Regions from separate parts of the Sus scrofa genome. Here region 1 is linked to region 2. A link is a contact called in public HiChIP or PLAC-seq data. All regions are on one chromosome and are shown on one strand. The core of a region is the stretch at or near the end of the contact, and the rest is flanking DNA. Distances in the headings are between cores, read along the strand shown. Region 1 has its middle 64 kb from the start of YTHDC2. Region 2 overlaps NREP (neuronal regeneration-related protein).

Region 1 (3,130 bases), core at 482-2,981, 79 kb before region 2:
TAAAAAGAAGAAGAGTGCTAGCATCTTGCCTGCCTGACTGGTAGGGAACTGTGAACTTTGTCAAACAATGCCACTGTGTATTTAGAGCCTGCCTATCTGTGACATCTCAATATTTCTGTTTTAATGTATTTAAATATTTATTATATTTGATTTATTTTCCCCTCCATTAAGACAGTGCTTGTTGGTGTTCCTGTTGTGGTTCAGCAGAAACTAACCTGACTAGCATCCATGAGGATGCAGGTTTGACTCCTGTCCCTGCTCAGTGGGTTAAGAATTCCATGTTACCATGAGCTGTGGTGTAGGCTGCAGATGCGGCTCAGATCCCACATTTCTGTGGCCCTGGCGCAGGCCGGCAGCTGCAGCTCCGATTCGACACCTAGCCTGGGAACCTCCATGTGCCATGGGTGCGGCCCTAAAAAGAGACAAAAAAACCAAAACCAAAACAAAACAAAAAAAAACCCCAAAACAAAAAGCAGCTCTTGTCCTCTAAATGGCCTGACCTGGGCGCTGAAAGGGCATACAGGCAGTGTGGAAACCAAAGAAAAAGTGAAAGAGATAATACACAGCAAAGAATGCATGACGCATATATGGGCAGCTTAAAGAATAATTACAAAGTGCACAACCATAGAGCTATCTCCCAGGTCAAGACCTTGAATTTTTCCAGGACCCAGAAGTTCCCTTGATGTCCTTCCCTCTTACCACCAGAGTCCCTCCCCTGAGCTCAGGGACGCATTATCTTAGATTCTTCAAAAAACTTTATAATTTTGCCCTTTACATTTAGGATTATAATCAATGCTGAACAGATTTTTGTGCACGAGATGAGGTACAGATCCAACTTATTTTTTTTCTCATTTGAATCCTCAATTGTTCTATGCTCACCATTTAATAAAAGCCTATATCCTGAGTGCTGCATAAATCAATAATCCATCTCTGGGTTGTGAATATATTTATTCTGCTTTCAAGAGACACTTCAGAAGTTCATTAATGTAAGCCTCTGATTGTTCTAGCTCCCCTATCCTTGAGCCTTTCCAATGTTGGAGACTCTCCAAAGTAACTCTCTGAGGGTGCTTTCACTGCGGCCCCGAGGTGGTTCAGAGATAAGTAACTTGCTCAAGGTCGCCCAGCTGTTTAGTGGTAAAGCCAACATTCTGTGCATCTGCCCTGCACTCTACTCTGAAGCCTAAACGTCTTCCACAGTGATGGTCAGTGATCTGTCTCTGACCATTTTGGCCCCAGGCTTTAAGGAATCCTGCTGCCTAAAACTTGTGCTGACGCATCCTGTCCTCCTAGACACGTGGCTTGCTCACTGGCTTGCTCTCTCTGTCTATCTGTCTGGAGACGTGTCTGCTGATTGAATTTGAATTCTTTGTCTATTTAAAGAATCAAATATCAGTCAGCCACTCAGGCGGCCCAAGCCTCAGGCTCTTTGCCTGTGCTCTTGCCAAGAGATCTTGGCCAGGTCTGGGGTTTTCCCAAAAGGGCTTGATAACTTGATACACACTCTTCAGCCTAATTTTCAAACTGTGATGCTTTCCTGAGCCCATACAGGTAGTTGATTGTGCAGCTTTTCCTTTGTGTGCAAGGAATGTTTCGTCATCAGCCCAGATTTACCTTTCCCAAAGGTATCAGTGAGAGATGGCTACCCCTGGGAACAGGAGAACTGATTGGAGGAATGGAAATGGGTCCTTGCACTGACGCGCGTGGCTTAGGTTGCCAAGCAGGGCTACATTTTCAAAAGAGATAATTATCCAAGGTCTATTTCAGAGCCAAAATCTAGTTTATGAAAAAGAGGGGGTTAGGGGTCATGCCATTCACAATGAATTTGCCAAATCCTTGATCATGAAATATTCTCAGAATGTGGGCAATCATTTCTGGGTAACCCCACTTACACAATAGTTCCCAAAGCTGCCAGACACACTGGTATGAAATGCTTAAGTAAGGTCAACAAACAATGTGGGAGTTCGTTGCCTTTCTCTGAAATATCTTACTGCCTCTGAATATGAAAAAGCTGGGTTATATTTCCTGCTACAAAAGCACCTATCAGAGTGTGGCCATTAATACCTTGTGCCATCCCTGTGACATTGCCACAGCTTGCCACAACCCCCATGAGGTGGGATATTTGTTTAAATACTTTGCACCTCTTTTCCCCAAGACTCCTCACTTGAGACATGGTAGCTAAAGGCCAGCAGCATTTTGGGAAAAAATAGTTCAAGTTTTAACAGAGTCTGCTCCATGCCTGGTGGACCCTCACCATACAGCCTTAAGTTTCCTGGCAACTTATCAAAAACAAGATGACTTTAGTTCTTAGCACAGGCAGGGTATTCTGCTGGGAAATGAGGTAGACAATGAGAGGCCCTGCCTGGGTGTGTAGTAACTTTCCTTTTTCTTTTCTTTTTTCTTTTTTTGCTTTTTAGGGCTGCATATGCAGCTTATGGACGCTCCCAGGCCAGGGGGTCAAATCAGAACTGCAGCTGCCGACCTACACCACAGCCACAGCAACACCAGATCCAAGCCACATCTGTGACCTACACCACAGCTCAAGACAATGTCGCATATTTAACCCACAATTCCAGGCATCAAACCCACATCTTCATGGATACTGTCAGATTCATTACCACTGAGCCACAGTGGGAATTCTCCCCTTTTCTTTTTATTAAGACTCAGAAAGAGCCTAGCTTTCTCGAGGCATGGAATATTTACACTGTGTACCACCAGGTTCTTCACTGCCAGTCTATAACATGAGGATGTTTTTGATATACCCCTCATCTTTTCACCCCCCATTTTTTAAAAATTAAAATATAGTTGATTTACAATGTTCTGTCCATTTCTGCTGCACAGCAAAGTGACCCAGTCATACACATACATACATTTTTTTTCATGTTATCTTCCATCATGTTCTACCACAAGTGATTGGATAGTTTGCTGTGCTATAGAGCAGGACCCCATGGCTTATCCATTCTAAGTATAATAGTTTGCACTTACTAAGCCCAAACTCCCAGTCCATCCTACCCCCTCCGCCTCCCCCTTGGCAACAAGTCTGTTCTCTATGTTTATGAGTCTGTTTCTGTTCTGCAGATAGGTTCATTTCTGCCATATTTTAGATTCCACATATAAGTGCTATCATATGGTA
Region 2 (3,080 bases), core at 227-2,726:
GATTTTACAAAGTTTCTTACAGCAGAGCAGTGTCATACCTAAGACATCAGAACAATGAAAGCATGTTAATAGAAAATATTTTTAGGTCTAAAAGTTAGAAGATAAAATATAACAGTTTTTTAAATGTTCTTTCTGTTTTGTTTCATGGGCAGACTTATCAGACATTCAGGCATTATTACCAGACAAAACTCATCATCTTATATTTTTAAGGTTATCTTTTAGTTAGATATCTTCATATTTGAGTTTATCTAACCGGGAACGAAACAAACAAATTAAAAACCTATAAAGTGTACATTTGATAAACTTGGTTTCATGATTCTTAAATGAAAATTTGCTTTGGACTTTGGACTTGTCAAGAAAGAAGATAACATGGACGGTAAGAGTCACAGGATTTTAGGATGTTCTTTTTCTTTTCTGTAGTATATGTTATTTCCAAGGTCATAATAGTATCAGGTTAATGGATTATTGTAGTATAATATAATAATGAGAATTTTTTTTTTTTTGTCTTTTGTCCTTTTTAGGGCCGCACCCACGGCATATAGTTCCCAGGCTAGGGGTCCAATTGGAGCTGTTGCTGCTGGCCTACACCACAGCCACAGCAATGCCAGATCTCAGCGGTATCTGCGGCCTACACAACAGCTCACGGCAATGCCGGATCTTTAACCCACTGAGGGAGACCAGGGATCGAACCCGCAACCTCATGGTTCCTAGCCGGATTCGTTCCCACTGCGCCACCATGGGAACTCTAACAATGAGAATTTAAATGAAAAGGAAGTAATTTTAAAAAATGGTGTCTAAATTGAAAAAAAAACCTGAACAAAACGTCAGTTAGAGATCTTACCTTAGGAAGCCTTCCCTCCATTTCCTTGTTTGGAAATGGTTCTTGACTGACCCAGACAGAAAGCTCTGGGTAATAAACCTAGAGAGACATAAAAGCACACATATTCAGATTAAAAACAGGATCCACTCTGAAACTGCGTGGGGTCAGCTTAAGAAGCTCAAGTCTCCCCAATGGTCACTTATTTCCCAGTTGCATCTTAGGGTGCTGGGGAAGCCCCCGAGCTCTTTCAGACTGTCAGCATGCTTCCGAATGTACGCTGCACTCAGGAGAGTGTAGCTCAATGTCTTCTGAGATGAAATCCAACAGAGCAGAGATATCCTTCAATGTTATCATTAGCAAGCAAAGTGGTAGCATGAAGTTAACCACTGACCGGCTGAGCAAACTAAGGCACCGGGAGGCTTAATTTTCAAAGCAACCTGTGTTAAGTATCCTTGCAAAACTCCATGTTTATGAGATAAATGTACCATATCCCCACCAGACATTGTGAAGGGTTATCCTGATCATCTGTTAGAAGGCTCAAGATTATGCACAAAGCATATGGAGGAAAGGAACAAGCAGCCTGCAACCTCCCCAGATGCACGTGTCCACCGACAAGACACTCTGCCCAGCTGCCTGGAAGTCGCAGTGTCTGAGAGAGGGGCAAGGCAGGGAGCTGGGGCAGCACGGCCAACAATGATTCTAAGAATACTAGCTGATGAGGGGGGGTGGAGAGACTGAGTCCAACTGAGTGACTCTTCTTTCAATATTAAAAAGGGTTATTATTCTAAGACCAGCTGTTCTCCATCTCTGGTAAAGACAAGAGGAAGGGGGGTAAGGACTTAAATTACAACTACAGATTTAGGTCAGCTATAAGGAAGAACTTGGCATAAGAACTGTTAAATTACTAAAAGAATTTAGAGGGGAAAACTGTGAAATCGTCCTTAAGAATTCAGAAACCAAATCCAACAACCATCTGTCAGGGCTAATTTACATTTGATACAGCCCTGCTTGAAGGGAGGGGAGAAAATTAGATAAGATTCCCTCCAGATCTGATTCTCTAAATGTTGTAAATAAATAATATTAAGAATCACAGCTTGGGGTTCCTGCTGTGACCCAGCGGGTAAGGATCCACTGCTCTCCCTGTGGTGGTGTGGGTTCAATCTCTGCCCTGGGGCAGTGGGTTAAGGATCCAGCATTGCTGTAGCTGTGGCATAGGTTGCAGCTGTGGCTCGGATTCGATCCCTGGCCCCAAAACTTCCATAATACCATGGGAAGGAAAAAAAAAAAAAAAAGAATCATAGCTCGTTAATAGGTTAACGAACAGATTTATATGTCTTTTTTTGTTTGTTGGTGGAAGCACTAGATATGGTCACCTAATCATCGAGGGTAACTTAATGTTTTCAATGTCCCAATGGATCCATTTGGTCAGGGTGTCTGAGACAGGAGATGTGGATGGCCGTGCTGATCTGTGGGAGAGTCTAACAGAAATAGCTCCACTCCAGTAACACTTATGACACGTCCCAGTGTACAAAGCAATTTTACACCCGTTACCTTATTTATCCTGATGATAAGCCTGTGACTAGGTCTTACTATTACACAGAAGAGGAAATTGAAACTCAGGAAGGTCATGTGACTTGCCCAATGTCGCACAATGTAGGATAGGACTCAGATGCAAACCAGGTGTTTGGGTTCTAAATTTCAGTTCTTCCCACTATCCCAATGCTCCCAAATGATCCCAGAAGGCAAACTGCCTACCACCTCTCTTTGAAAATTACAGGAGTCCACAGCTATCACACATACTTAGGTCTTACATTTGAGAGCTCATCCTACAAGAACTGGTTCTGTCTTCTGACTCTGGACTGGTTCTGCTTTCTAGACCACTCTGTTTCCTCCACCCCAACCTTCTTCCTTTTGCTTAGCTTTCCGCTTCTCTGCCTAGAGAATTCCACCATCTGCCTTGTTTGGGACAGAGAGCCATCCTTGACATTCCCTTTTAAGCAAGAATGGGCGAAGGAAATAAAATGGAATCTAAGAAACAAAAGCATTTTTTTTTAAGGCTTAAAAGAAAGTCACAGCACACAAAATCCTATTTTGGGCAATTTTAGGAGACCCCGAATTGGGATCCACTATAAATTCAGTTAACATAAATAGATAAAAGATGTTAACATCTCTAAATGCTTTTCAAGGTATGCTTTAAATATAATTAAAAATATGACATTTATTAGTAAGAAATAAAATTACATCGTAAACCAAAAACACT

What was found. HiChIP or PLAC-seq counts read pairs in DNA pulled down with a chosen protein or histone mark.
Region 1: a contact with region 2 is called in an H3K27ac HiChIP or PLAC-seq map of alveolar macrophages. The contact joins two enhancer-like sites. A contact is called at or near these places in 1 of 5 promoter capture datasets (liver), 4 of 47 Hi-C or Micro-C datasets (fetal heart ventricle, heart right ventricle and liver) and 2 of 2 datasets of contacts at active chromatin or transcription factors (alveolar macrophages and skeletal muscle).

Annotation. Positions count from the first base shown.
Region 1 is chr2:117,937,757-117,940,886 of Sscrofa11.1, reverse strand. No RefSeq gene overlaps it. Among named protein-coding and RNA genes, the nearest start is that of YTHDC2, 64 kb to the left of the region's middle. Within about 2 kb of position 1,731, at least 9 of the 83 cell types and tissues checked have an H3K27ac peak or open chromatin away from gene starts, as enhancers often do. A contact at or near this core is called in alveolar macrophages and skeletal muscle, where this site is marked.
Region 2 is chr2:117,859,002-117,862,081 of Sscrofa11.1, reverse strand. It overlaps NREP (neuronal regeneration-related protein), which reads right to left. Exons shown (of 7, transcript XM_021084633.1): 6 at 842-919. Among named protein-coding and RNA genes, the nearest start is that of YTHDC2, 140 kb to the left of the region's middle. Within about 2 kb of position 1,476, at least 9 of the 83 cell types and tissues checked have an H3K27ac peak or open chromatin away from gene starts, as enhancers often do. A contact at or near this core is called in alveolar macrophages and skeletal muscle, where this site is marked.